Linked DNA regions of Sus scrofa: region 1 is linked to region 2. A link is a contact called in public HiChIP or PLAC-seq data. All regions are on one chromosome and are shown on one strand. The core of a region is the stretch at or near the end of the contact, and the rest is flanking DNA. Distances in the headings are between cores, read along the strand shown. Region 1 overlaps BMPR2 (bone morphogenetic protein receptor type 2). Region 2 holds the start of NOP58 (nucleolar protein 58).

Evidence for each region. HiChIP or PLAC-seq counts read pairs in DNA pulled down with a chosen protein or histone mark.
Region 1: an H3K27ac HiChIP or PLAC-seq map of alveolar macrophages shows a contact between it and region 2. The contact joins the enhancer-like site here to the promoter of NOP58 in region 2. A contact is called at or near these places in 1 of 5 promoter capture datasets (liver), 16 of 47 Hi-C or Micro-C datasets (adipose tissue, brain, embryonic fibroblasts and 10 more) and 2 of 2 datasets of contacts at active chromatin or transcription factors (alveolar macrophages and skeletal muscle).

The regions. Positions count from the first base shown.
Region 1 is chr15:106,121,835-106,129,311 of Sscrofa11.1, forward strand. It overlaps BMPR2 (bone morphogenetic protein receptor type 2), which reads left to right. Exons shown (of 13, transcript NM_001204900.1): 10 at 107-243; 11 at 3,158-3,330; 12 at 6,910-7,477. Among named protein-coding and RNA genes, the nearest start is that of FAM117B, 58 kb to the right of the region's middle. Within about 2 kb of position 5,532, at least 4 of the 83 cell types and tissues checked have an H3K27ac peak or open chromatin away from gene starts, as enhancers often do. A contact at or near this core is called in alveolar macrophages, where this site is marked.
Region 2 is chr15:105,889,096-105,895,561 of Sscrofa11.1, forward strand. NOP58 (nucleolar protein 58) reads left to right here and starts at 4,513. Exons shown (of 14, transcript XM_021075921.1): 1 at 4,513-4,775. The coding sequence starts at 4,731. LOC102166561 (a long non-coding RNA gene) reads right to left here and starts at 4,467. Exons shown (of 3, transcript XR_308179.3): 1 at 4,320-4,467; 2 at 3,400-3,488.

The DNA of each region.
Region 1 (7,477 bases), core at 4,282-6,781, 230 kb after region 2:
CGAAGACTATTCTACGTAAGGCTTTTATTAATTATGCATTAAATCCCACAAGTTCTTTTTATGATAATTAGAAATTTTACTCTATCCTTTTACAAAAAATTCACAGGTGAATCTGTACCAGAATACCAGATGGCTTTTCAGACAGAGGTTGGAAATCATCCCACTTTTGAAGATATGCAGGTTCTGGTGTCTAGAGAAAAACAGAGACCCAAGTTCCCAGAAGCTTGGAAAGAAAATAGCCTGGTAAGGAAAACTAAATTATTCAACAAAAGTCTTGTGACTGAATATTTTTAAATGTTGTTTGAAGCAAAACTAGACTTAATAATGATAGTTTTTAAAGTTGTCTAATGCTAGAAATCCAGCTTATTTTGACTTGCATTGATGTTACATATTTTCAAATTCTGTAGGGTTCAGTTTATTTTCTTCAAGTATGAAGTACTGTTTAAAGAGACTAACTGGGAGTTCCTGTCATGGCGCAGTGGTTAACGAATCCGACTAGGAACCATGAGGTTTCGGGTTCGGTCCCTGCCCTTGCTCAGTGGGTTAACGATCCGGTGTTGCCGTGAGCTGTGGTGTAGGTTGCAGACGCGGCTCGGATCCCGCGTTGCTGTGGCTCTGGCGTGGGCCGGTGGCTACAGCTCCGATTCAACCCCTAGCCTGGGAACCTCCATATGCCGCGGGAGCGGCCCAAGAAATAGCAACAACAACAACAACAAAAGACAAAAAGACAAAAGACAAAAGACAAAAAAAAAAAGAGAGAGACTGTTGTAGCTGAAGTTTGCCATATTGAGTAATAGCTGGAATAATTAACATGATAGTATTTTAAACATTATTGAAATTCCGTTTTATTTGCTTGAGAGCAGCACCAAAAATGTTAATTAGTGCAGACGTAACATATTCAGTGGCTAATAGAAATTTAAGCCACACCAAAAAGAAACCAAGCTGTAGCCTATAAGTTCTGCTTATTAAAAATGCAGTTCACAATGCTGAAATATTTTCAGAGGGTCCTACCATTTCAGTAAATTGTTACTACAACACTAAAAACATCTTTCAAACATTTCCATGTAACACACATATCCATACAGTCTCGTATTTTTTCTTTAACATAATTAGGATCATCTCATTATCCATCATCATTTCTGAGGCTTATTTTTTTTTTTACTTAGTTTTTCATGCAGTACCTATAGATGTACCTCTTTGTTGCCATTTGGTCAGTATCCATTATATATCATAATTTTTGAATTATCCCTTATTGATGACAGTACTCTGTATTTCCAATTTTTTTTTTTAGGGCTCTCCCGAGGCATATGGAAGTTCCCAGGCTAGGGGTCAAATTGGAGCTGTAGCTGCTGGCCTACACCACAACCACAGCAACTTGGGATCTGAGCTGCATCTGTGACCTATACTCCAGCTCATGCCAATGACAGATCCTTAACCCAATGGAGGAGGCCAGGGGTCGAACTTGCGTCCTCATGGATGCTAGTCAAATTTGTTAACCGCTGATCCGCAATGGGAACTCCTTTATTTCTGATTTTAAACAACTTATTTCTTTTTAAAAAAAAAAAAAACTACTGCCCATGGCATGCAGAAGTTCCTGGGCCAGGGATTGAACCTGAGCCTCAGCAGTGACAATGCCAGATCTTTAACCGCTAGGCCACTAAGAAACTCTAAACAACTTTCTTTTGGGGGGGGGGCCACATACCTGGTATATGGAAGTTCCCAGGCTAGGGGTCAAATTGGAATTATAGCTGCTGGCCCACACCTCAGCCACAGCAGGATCCAAGCCACATCTGCAACCTGTACTACAGCTCATGGCAACACCAAATCCGTAACCCACTGAGTGAGGCCAGGGATCAAAGCCACATTCTCATGGATACTAGTCGGGTTCATTACTGCTGCACCACAATGGGAACTCCCAAACAACTTTTAAAAGAATTAATTATGCTTGTGTATGGTAAACAAAATCAAATCAAATGAAACGGCTAAAAAAGGAAATGGGAAGGGAAAAGACTACCTACTCCTTTCACCCCTGTTCAAAAGTATTCCTGTTGGATTTCTCTTGTGTAGTGGGTTAATGATCTGGTATTGTCATGGCAGTGGCCTGGGTTAATTCTGTGGCTCAGGCTCAGTCCCTGGTCTGGGAATGTCTGCATGCCACAGGTGCGGCCAAATTACTGTTAACAATGTTCTGAGGTTTTTGTTTCTGTTTCTAAGTTTTCTCTTCTGGAAGTTACCGTTATAACTTTAAATACTATGTTTATTCCTTTTTTCTTTTTAGGGCTGCACTTGTGGTAAATGGAAGTTCCCAGGCTAGGGATGGAATTGGAACCACAGCTGCCGGCCTACGCCACAACTACAGCAATGCTGGAACTGAGTAGTGCCTGCGACCTACACCACATACAGAATGATCGAAAATTTTTAATGAAGTAAAAATAAGAGTTTTGCAGAATTATAATCATGTAAATATCTACTGCACAATATATATTGTGCTTTGTACTCATAGAGAAGGGAGTAAGAATCTTGTGTTAGATACTGTAAGCCCCTGCTGCTTGAAGAATAATGTTTCAAAAGTCACCACCCATAGGTTTCTCTTTGATTATTTTTGTCATCTCCCTCCATCCCTCCCTCTCTTCTCTTCCTGATTCCCTGTCTTCCTCCATTCCTTTTTTCCTTCCTTCCTCACTCCTTTCCTTTCCTTCCTTCCTGTTTACAGGCTCTACTAAGAAAGCAACATTTTTTTTTTAATTCAAGTATAGTTCACTTACAATATTATATTAGTTTCAAGTGTACAGTGTAGTGATTTCAGTATTTTTAAAGATTATACTCCTTTGAACTTTAGAGTTCCTGTTGTGGCTCAGAGGTAATGAACCTGACTAGTTAGTAATCATGAGGATGAGGCTTCGATCCCTGACCTGGCTCAGTGGGTTAAGGATCCAGCGTTGCCATGAGCTGTGATGTAGGTCACAGACGCTGCTCTGATCTGGTGTTGCTATGGCTGTGGTGTAGGCCAGCAGCAGCAGCTCTGATTAGACCCCTGGCCTGGGAACCTCCATATGCCACGAGTGTGGCCCTAAAAGGACGAAAGACAAAAAGGAAAGAAAGAAAATAGTTTGAGGAAAATACAGTTGCCTATATATTGATGTGTACTTTATTACAGGCAGTGAGGTCACTCAAGGAGACAATCGAAGACTGTTGGGACCAGGATGCAGAGGCTCGGCTTACTGCACAGTGTGCTGAGGAGAGGATGGCTGAACTTATGATGATATGGGAAAGAAACAAATCTGTGAGCCCAACAGTCAATCCCATGTCTACTGCTATGCAGAATGAGCGGTAAGACCCTGAAGGTTTGGAATCCCTCTGTCAGTGTTTAAAACAGGGACCAAGCAGAGAGCACCATCTAATAGTGCAGTGATTAACGCATACAGTCTAATGACATGATTTCTTTCGTATTCCTGTTCTGATTTTTGTTTGGTATAAGTGCAAGATGGAATCTGTAGTTTTTAATATCTTAAGATATAGTAAAGATAAAAAAGATAAAGGTCTTAATGCTCCAAGTTCCCTACAATAATAAAGGTAAAGCATTTTCGTAGGTCCAGAAGTGTCTAAGCACTTCTGTAGACTATATTGTCTTGATTATCCTTTGTTGTTGATACTTCTCCATCCCTTGTTTGTTTGTTCATTTATTTGTTTTAAAGGAAATAAAACTATGGACTTGCCTAATGTATCTAATCATTGCTTCACTGGAAACTAAGATTTCCAGGCTTTCTATCCAGTGCTCTTTTTTTTATAGTATAACCACTACTACTTTTAAATGAAAGTAATTCATAAGTTTTTTTTTTTTTTTTTAATCCCATCACGAGCATTATTTTGTGAGACATTTCTTTATTAGAACTATGATTTTTGGTTCTAAATAAAGGGGCTTTTAAGAAAACATTCCTAAAACATGGAACATTCAAACTGTGTAATCTGTGTTTCTGTGTTCCATGTTTAGGGGATAAAGTCTTCCCATAACTAAAACATGTTAAAAGCTTTCAGGAAGGCATCCAAGAAAGGAGTAACCAGAAAAAATTAAGATTAAAAGAAACAAAAAAACAGGAGTTCCCCGGTGGCCTAGAGGTTAAGAATCTGGTGTCGTCACTGCCATGGCACACGTTCAGTCCCTGGCCCAGGAACTTCCACATACCACTGGCAAGGCCAAAAAGAAAAATACATTAATTAAATAAGAGGTACCATTTATTTTGTAAAAAAAGAAAAACAAAAACTTGATTCTTGAATCATTTTCCTTACTATCTTCTATTGTTTTAATTTCTAAGAGCAATTTGTATTATGAACTATAGGCCCAAAATTGGGTTTACACTGATGTTTAGATTAAATTACATTTAGCATGTAAACCTTTATTCCTATCAAATCAGCAAGGCAAGGAAGGTAGAGATTAGCAATTCTAAGTATAAATTTTCTCACCTTACACATACTGAGATAGTCTTCCGTTTCCATCTCCCCTTATCTCTGTTTTTTTCTATATCCTCTCATATCCTGTTTGTACCTCTCTTCAGAGTCAGCTGCTTTTACTTTTAAGTGATTTTGAACTTTTCTCAACTGGTAAAGAAGAAACTTACTCCCCCTTGCTTTGGCCATTTTGCTTCCTGTGTCATTCAGCTCTACCCCTTACATGCTTCTTTTCACGTCCAATCACTTCTAAGTAGTTTCTCCTAAATCATGGTTCATCCCATACTTGTTCAACTCTAGCTTTCATACTATTTAATCATACCCTCCACCTCTCCTTAACTTCCTTTTCTTGTATAATACAGACTTTTTCTTCTTTCTCTTCCTGTCATTCCCCTCCTAACCTCATCAGATGCTGCTTCTCCTACAACGCTCATATCTATTAATGTTCCCAATGTTTATACTTAGGTTTTAGTTAAAACCATCCCTCACTTTTATTTTTTCTTCCAGTTATTGAGATATTTGTCATACAGCACTGTGTAAGTTAAATGTGTACAGCAAAATGATTTGACTTACATACATCATGAAATGATTATCATAGGAAGTTTAGTGAATATTCATTATCTCATATATCTACAAAATTTAGGTAATAGGAAAAAGTAATTTTTTCACTTGTGATGAGAACTCCTAGGATTTACTCTGTTAACTTTCATATATAACATACAGCAGTGTTAATTAAATTTGTCATGTACATTACATCCCTAGTACTCATTTATTTTGTAACTGGAGGTTTGTACCTTTTGACTGCATTCATCCAGTTCTCCTTATCCCCACTCTCTGCTGCTAGTAACCTTATCCCCACTGTCTGCTGCTAGTAACCACAAATCTGATCTCTTTTTCTATGAGTTTGTTTGTTTGGTTTTGAAGTACAGTTGACCTGTAACTCTGTGTTAGTTCCTGTTACACAACATAGTGATTTGGTATTTCTATACATTTCAAAAATTATCACCAGTATGAGTCTAGTTACGGTATATCATCCTACAAAGATATTACATAGTTATTTACTCTGTTCCTTAGAGTGTGTATGTCATCATGACTCATGTATTCTGCAACTGGAATTTTATACCTCTTAACATTTCTCACTTATTTCCTCCCTTCCCTGACCCCCTCTTCTCTGGCAAATACCTGTTTGTTCTCTGTATCTGTAATTCTGTTTGTTTAGTTTTATTTGGTTTGGTTTTCAGATTCCACATACAAGTGAAATCATATGGTATTTGTCTTTCTCTGTCTGACTTATTTCACTTAGCATAATACATTCTAGATCCATCCATGTCACAGATGGAAAGATTTCATTCTTTTTTATGGCTGATATTCTGTTGGGCATATACCACATTTTTGTCTATTTATCTATCAGTGGGTACTTGGGTTTTTTCCATATCTTGGCCTGGCTTTTTTTTTTTAAAGCAAATATGTTATAGTGTGATGTTTAAGAACCACCATTCTCAAGATGTGACAATAACAGGGAAGAACCTTTGATAACTGGAGAGCAGTTCTATATCTTTGATTTATTTATTTATTTATTTTTTTATTTTGAGTGTCACATTCTGCCTTATACCCTAAGGCTCTAAGACTTTCATTGATAATGGTTCGGTCTACCTTAGGAAGATAAGTTCCTTTGCTAGACTATGCGTCTTAATGTAGCACTTTGAAACAACCTAAAAGATTATGTTCTTTTTACTATTTGGAACTTAGTTGGTAACATATTTGTTGAGTAGCAGTTGTATATTTAGAATTATGGAAATGTAAAAGACACACGCCTTGTTTCCTTCTCTCATGGAACTTTTTTTTTTTTTTTTTTTGCCTCTTCAGGGCCGCAACCTACGGCATATGGAGGTTCCCAGGCTAGGGGCCTAATGGGAGCTGTAGCTGCCAGCCACAGCCATAGCCACAACAACGCAGGATCTGAGCCGCATCTGCGATCTGCACCACAGCTCACAGCAACGCCGGGTCCTTAACCCACTGAGCGAGGCCAGGGATCGAACCCGCAACCTCATGGTTCCTAGTTGAATTCGTCAACCATTGAACCACAATGGGAACTCCTCTCATGGAACTTTTATGTCTGTTGTGCAAGTATTCAATTCATAAAGGTATATTTGCTAATGTTACAAAACTATAGGGGAGTTTTTTTAAATAACTTTTATAAGCCTAAAGAATAAGTATATATATAAATCATGTCTAGATCCATATAGGCTTTTTGGTAGGCTTAAATCATACAAAACTAGCCTTTAGCAAGGTATTAAATGACATTTGATTGTTTGATTAGAATTATTAAATAACCTTTAGAATAATGTGGGTTAGGAATAAAATTAAAAGCAAATTATTCTTTAAAATCAGAGGTGTTAAACTCTGAGAGTCAGTTTGTCATAAATGTACATTCTCAACATGGCACTTTTTTCTTTCTTTAAGCAACCTATCCCACAACAGGCGTGTGCCAAAGATTGGCCCTTATCCAGATTATTCTTCTTCCTCATACATTGAAGACTCGATCCATCACACTGACAGCATTGTGAAGAATATCTCCTCTGAGCATTCAATGTCCAGCACACCTTTGACTTTAGGGGAAAAGAACCGAAATTCAATTAACTATGAACGGCAGCAAGCACAAGCTCGAATCCCCAGCCCTGAAACAAGTGTCACCAGCTTGTCTACCAACACTACAACCACAAACACCACTGGCCTCACTCCAAGCACCGGCATGACCACTATATCTGAGATGCCATACTCAGATGAAGCAAATCTGCATGCCACAAATGTCTCACAGCCAATCGGGCCAACCCCCGTCTGCTTACAACTGACAGAAGAAGACTTGGAGACCAACAAGCTGGACCCAAAAGAAGTTGATAAAAACCTCAAAGAAAGTTCTGATGAGAATCTCATGGAACATTCTCTTAAACAGTTTAGTGGGCCAGATCCCCTGAGCAGTACCAGTTCTAGCTTGCTTTACCCACTCATAAAGCTTGCAGTAGAAGTGACA
Region 2 (6,466 bases), core at 3,263-5,762:
GATTTGGTGACAGTCATGCCTGACTTTCTGATCTAGTGAGTCAAGAAGAAAAGTTGCAGGATTTAAAGTTGAACAGGTCCTCAGTTGTGTTACAGGTCCTTCTAATAGCAGGGTTTGATATTCGAGGGGCCGATTGTTTAAGAGACAATGTCCACCCTTGGAGCTTAGAATACCTGCTAGATCATGAGAGGTATAGATAGTTGGACTGCTGATAATTTAATGGCCTTGAAAGTTAGTAGGGCCACTGAGGCTACTACTGGTAGGCAGTGTGGCCAACCTTGGGTTACTGAGTCCAACTCTTTACTTAAATACACTACAGGTTGTTGAGATTCTGCCTTTGGTTGGGTTAATACCCCTAGAGCTACTCCAGATCTTTCCATTACAAAGAGATTAAAAAGATGTCCTGTTAGTAAGCTAAGAGCTAGAACCTGAAGAAGAGCCCATTGAAGTGCCTTAACGGCTTTTTTGTCTTTGGGTTCCCATTGTAGGATTTGGGTACTGGATTGTTGTGCTTCCTTTAGCATTTTATACATTGGGCATGCTAACTCTCCATAGCCAGGAATCCATATCCTGCAGTATCCAGTAATGCCCAGGAATCCCTGAAGTTGTCTAACAGTACTGGGAAGTGGGTACTGCAGGATAAGTCTGATCCTTTCCTCTCTTAAAGCTCTAATCCCTTGTGATAGCTTTAAACCCAGATATTTAACTTCAGGTTGACAAATCTGAGCTTTGGATTTTGATACCTTATAGCCATATCACGCTAAGAAGTTAGGGAGATCACGAGAAGTCACCTTACATTGTTCCTTGGTATCAACACAAAGAAGAATGTCATCAAAGTATTGAATAATTTTGACAGGCTTGGAAGCCTTAAAGTTTGTCAAGTCTCTGGCTAATGCTTCGCCAAAAAATGAGGGCTGTCTCTAAATCCCTGAGGCAAGACAGTCCAAGTTAATTGTGTGGACTAGTCAGAGGGATCCTCAAAGGCAAATAAGAATGGCGAGGCCTTAGCCAAGGGAATGCAAAAAAAAAGAAAAAGAAAAAAGGCATCAAAATAGGTTTTGATTTTTAAGAGTTATTTACACCAGTTGAGCGTTCATTGCTCCTCCTATCCTTCCTCCAACGGCCCGGACTTCTGGGTCAATATTTACTTCCATCAGAGGCAGGCATAAGCCTTGATCTGGTTCCACTGTCATGTGGATTGAGGCTTTAACCTTTGACAAGGTATCTCTTCCTAAAAGTGGAGTTGGACTCTCTGGAACAATCAGAAAGGCATAAGAGAAGAAAACAGACTCCCAGTCACAACTAAAAGGTTACATAGAATTTTGTAAACGGCTTGCCAGAAACACCATGAATAATAGCAGATGTACTTGAAGGGGACCCAGGGTTGGAGAGGAGGATCAAAAAGGTGGCTCCCATACCCACAAGGAAGTTGATAGGCTGTCCTCCTACATTCAGAGTCACCTGGGGCTCCTGGGTAGTGATAAGGACAGGAGACAATATGGAAAGCCCTGGGTCCCATCAGTCTTGATCCTGGGCCTGAGGAGTCAACCTCAGAGAGAGTGCAAGCCTTGGGGCCTTCCCCTTTAAAGAGTCCCTCTTTTCCACAGAGGAAACAGGCTCTGGACTTGGGTCTTTGCCCTAGTCCTTTTGCCTTGAAAACTCCCAGGTTGACTCCTTGTAGAGCCTTAACTAGAGCCTCAGCCTTTTCTTTGTCTCTCCTCTTTTCCTTTGGCTCTTCCTGGTCCTGATTATAATACAGCTGACTTGCTATTCTGAGGAGGTACTCTGGATACTGATCAGGGGCAAAAGCCAATTTCTGGAGCTTCCTCCATATATCTGGTGCCGATTGAATTATGAATTTATTCTTAAGAATTTTTTGGCCCTCCAGTGATTCTGGGTGCATTGGTGTATGCTTCCTCAATCCCTCTCTGAGCCTTTCTAAGAAGGCCAATGGACTCTCTTATTCCCCTTGACAGACCTCCAATAGTTTAGAGTAGTTAACAGGCTTCACTCATGCTGCTTTTAGGCCTTCAACTATACAAGTGATAAAATGGTTCCTATGCTAATTTCTTTGTCTCCCTCATAAGTAGACCAATTGGGATTGCTCACAGGAACTGCCTGACCTCCTGTAGGAATCATGTTAGCTCCTCTTCTGATTTACTCCTGGCATTTATAACATACCACTCATCTCCCCGGCCTTGAGCATATTCATTCTAAAACTTTATTCTTTTCATTTGTAGTCAATGTCTGGTTCAGCAATAACATGATGTCCCTCCGGGTCAACTTGAAAGATTGCGTGAGACCCTGAAAGACCTCTGTGTATCTATGTGGATCGTCAGTAAATTTTCTCAAATCTGCTTTACAATGGGATGGACTTGTAATTTAAGGGGTATTCTCTAAGCTTATAAAACTGGATTATGAGGACCTTTATCCATATAGCCCTTAGATCTTCTTCCCACAGTGTAAGGGGCCTCCCTGTGTCTTGTCCTCTTAGGGATGCCACTAAAAGATGGATTTCCATTAAAAACTGGACTCTGGCCACTCAGCTAACATTGCTCACTGTGATATGCTGCTTCCTGATATGCTGTAAAAAATAGGGAAGATGGAGGTGAGTCTCGTAAGGGGGTAGGGACGGCTACTTTAAACCCTCCCTCACCTTTTAAGAAGTCACAAAAACAGGAGTTCCCATCATGGCGCATTGGTTAACGAATCCGACTAGGAACCATGAGGTTGCGGGTTCGGTCCCTGCCCTTGCTCAGTGGGTTAACAATCTGGCGTTGCCGTGAGCTGTGGTGTAGGTCGCAGACGTGGCTCAGATCCCGTGTTGCTATGGCTCTGGCGTAGGCCGGTGGCTACAGCTCCGATTAGACCCCTAGCCTGGGAACTCCATATGCCGTGAGAGCGGCCCAAAGAAATAGCAAAAAGACGAAAAAAAAAAAAAAGTCTCAAAAACAGTATTTTTGTTTATGACAGGTCTTTTGAAAATTGCTAATCCTCAGGAATAAAGTAACTTGTGGTTTCCAAAATGCTTTACAAAGGCTAGAGTATATAGAGGGAGGAGTACCCAGGGTGGGAGAAGGGGAAGGCCACGTTGTAAAGTTTGCCTTGTGACTTGCTTCAGCCGTCTTTGGCCGTCTCCCTCGTGGGACATCCCGTTTGGTGCCTCTCAGCATATGGCAAGTCCATGTAAACCCCCGACTGGGACTCCTGGTCTGACTGGGCTCAGAAGGTCTGCCTTATAGCCATATGAGGTCACTCAGGGGCTTAAATGGAAACTTGGATCAGGACTCCACACTGGCTTTGTGTCCATGACACGTCTCAGGCACACACATTCATTCTCCTTTCAAGAGGCAAATAGGAACTGAACAAAGTAGAAAGCAAAATCACAAGCTTGCTTACCTTATGAGTGCTGGTGTATCAGATCTTGGACAGGCCCCGGAAAGATGTTACCGGAATCCCAGTTCTTGTTCACGGAGCTGAAGAATGAACTTTGTGAACACACAGGCAGCAAGAAAGCAAAAGTCTTTATTAGAGAAAGGCAGATAGCTCCCAGCACAGACACTGCGAGGGAGAGGAAGATTTCCCACACACTAACTTTCTAAGGAGGTGTTATCTCTTAAAGACAGGGGTACCAACATGGGGTCCTGCTATCAGTCCTGCTCCCTGTTGGCCTTGCCCAGCACCTATACTGGGCCTTGTCCAATAGGGGCTTAGAGTCAGGATATACTCCATAGGCTTTATGGTCCTTTTGTTCTTCTTTCCCTTAGACTTAGAGTTGCCATTCTTTACATTCCTTTTCTAGCAGCCAAATGTGTAGATCAGAGGTTAATGTCCACAGATGTACTTTCAGTAGTTAATCTTCCAACAAGCAAGGGCTGTTTATCTTGATTTGTTTTTACAAATTTAAAACCGTGGACATTAATCAGGGAATATATGGAAGCCCGTGTTCCTACACTAACTATTGGAATTATTATTCTGCCTCACAAGTTCCCAGGCTAGGCGTTGAAACGGAGCTGCAGCTACCAGCCTAGCCACTGCATCATGGGATCCCAGCTGCATCTGCAACCTACAAGCCCCCAGCTTGCCGCAATGCTGGCTCCTTAACCCACTGAGCAAGGCCAGGGATCGAACTGCCGCTTCATGGATGCTAGTTATGTTCTTAACCTGCTGAGCCCCAAGAGGAACTCCCTGAAGGTTTTGTTTATTTTTGTTTTTAATTTCTTTTTTTGGCAGACCTACAGCAGGTGGAATTTCCCAAGCCAGGGATCGAACATGCGTTACAGCGGCGACCCAAGCCACAGCAGTGAACAAGACCGTACCCGTAACCCGTAGCCACCACCATTCTCCAAAGCAGGACAGTTTTCCCTTTCAGATTTTTCTGAGCTTGAGCAAATAAAACCGCGGTTGCGCTCTACGAAATCTCGCGATATTTTTACGGTCCTTTGTGGCGGGAACAAAACGGAAGCCAGGGCGACTCTGCTGCGCGTCATCTGTCGGAAGTGAAGTCACGTCCCAGAAGCCTTGGGGAAGGAGAAGCGCCGGGACGCTTTCTGCATGTAGTCAGGTGTGGAACGTTTTTGCAACGTGGTCTGGCTCTTTGCCGGACGGCGTGCGCCCAAGTGCTTGGCCAGCCGCGGCCTTGCGGGCCTTGAGGGCCTACAAATTTGGTCTTTTTTTCACTGGTTTAAGATCTCGTGTCACGCCACTCGGCGCCCTGACCCGGCTTCACCATGTTGGTGCTGTTTGAAACGTCCGTCGGCTACGCCATCTTTAAGGTAGGTGGGAGCCATTGGAGGGGGATGGCGGGTGTTGGGCAGGGGAGGAGAGGGAAAGACCTAAGGGGAGGACGACAGCGCTCATGTTCTCGTGGGTGCTTTTCTGCCCCCCTGGTCCGAAAGGAAGGGCCTGGAAGGTTTGGGCCTGGAAGGCGCCTATTTCGGTGAACACGTGGCGGCGTTGTTTGGGCCTCCCGGTTCTGTAAGGGGATTTGGCCCAGTTAGAGAGGTGGGCAGGTGCCGTATTAGAATTTTACAGGTTATGATAAAGAGTTTGGATTTTGTTGAGTGATTTGAGGAGTAATTGGGAGACTTTAACGGAGGAGTAAACTGATTTAACTTTATTAATGAAGTTGCTTTGCTGTGTGTGAAGTGGATTGGCGGGACGGGGTGCAAGAAAGGAAGCAAGGATATTTTTGCGTTAATCTAGACAAGATGAAGTTACTTGGATTAAGGTTTGTGTGGGTGGAAAGAAGTATTGGGAGAAAATTAGAAGGTAGAACTGATGGGATTGGCTGAGGGATAAAAGAATGTGAGTTTGGGGTTTAAGTGGGTGTGGTGGTAGGGAGAAGATTTAGGGATCTGGGAGGGTTACTAAAGTGTTACATTTTGGGCCGTTTTCAGCGTTTGATGTCTGTTAGACATGGAAATGCAGTGGTCATTTCAAGTTTGAAGCCCAGGGGAGAAATCTGAGCTGAAAATTTGAGTTTTGCTTATTTTAATTGGGAAAGTTTAAAATTAACTTCATCAAGGAGTTCCCGTCTTGGCCCGACTTAGGATCCATGAGGATGTGGGTTCGATCCCTGACCTCACTTAGTGGGTTAAGGATCCCTCGTTGCAGTAAACTGTGGTGTAGGTCAGCTGCCACAGTTCCAATTGGACCCCTAGCCTGGGAACCTCCATATGCCACGATTGCGGCCCTAAAAGACCATAAATAAATAAACAAATAAAATTGACTTCATCAGCAAGGAAATAATTGAATAAATAATTGAACAATGTGACTATCGTTTAGTAGGGTGCCATTGAGATGTTAAGAGAATGAGGTAAATTGAGTGGTATCCTGGTGCTCTACAAACATAGTAATGAAAAGCATATTTTTCATATGTACTGACAAGGTAAAAAATGCTAGATAAAATATGGTATGATTCTAGGCATCAATCAAAAAAACTGATATGGGTGCAGAGAGTGTGGAATGGTACCAAAACGTCGATTTGGTGCAGTTTTTCATTTTATTTTCCAAGTTTCTCTTTGGCATTTGAAAATACCATTTGCATATTACATTAAGTACTTGTTTTAAGAAAACCAATAAAGGAGTTCCCTTGTGACCTAGTGGTTAGGATTTGGAGCTTCCCGCTGTGGTCTGGTTCAGCGCCTGCTCTAGGAACTGAGATTCCATACTAATCCATTGCATGCTGCAGCCAAAAAAAGTGGGAAAAAAAACAGTAAGATAATTTAAAACCAAAAGCTGATATTTCTTATCTTTCCTCTCATTAGATTTGTCTGAATGCATTATTAGCAATTTTAAGGGACTTTAAAGGTCCATAGAGCCCAGGAATAGGTCCTTTAGGCTTTTCCCCATCTTTTTGCAATCTTCTCCAAGGTCTCAGCATTTTGCTCATGCCCCCCAAATTCTCATAGCCATTATAGTGTGTGGGTGTCTGGATGAGTTTCATCTAAATCGATGTTACAAC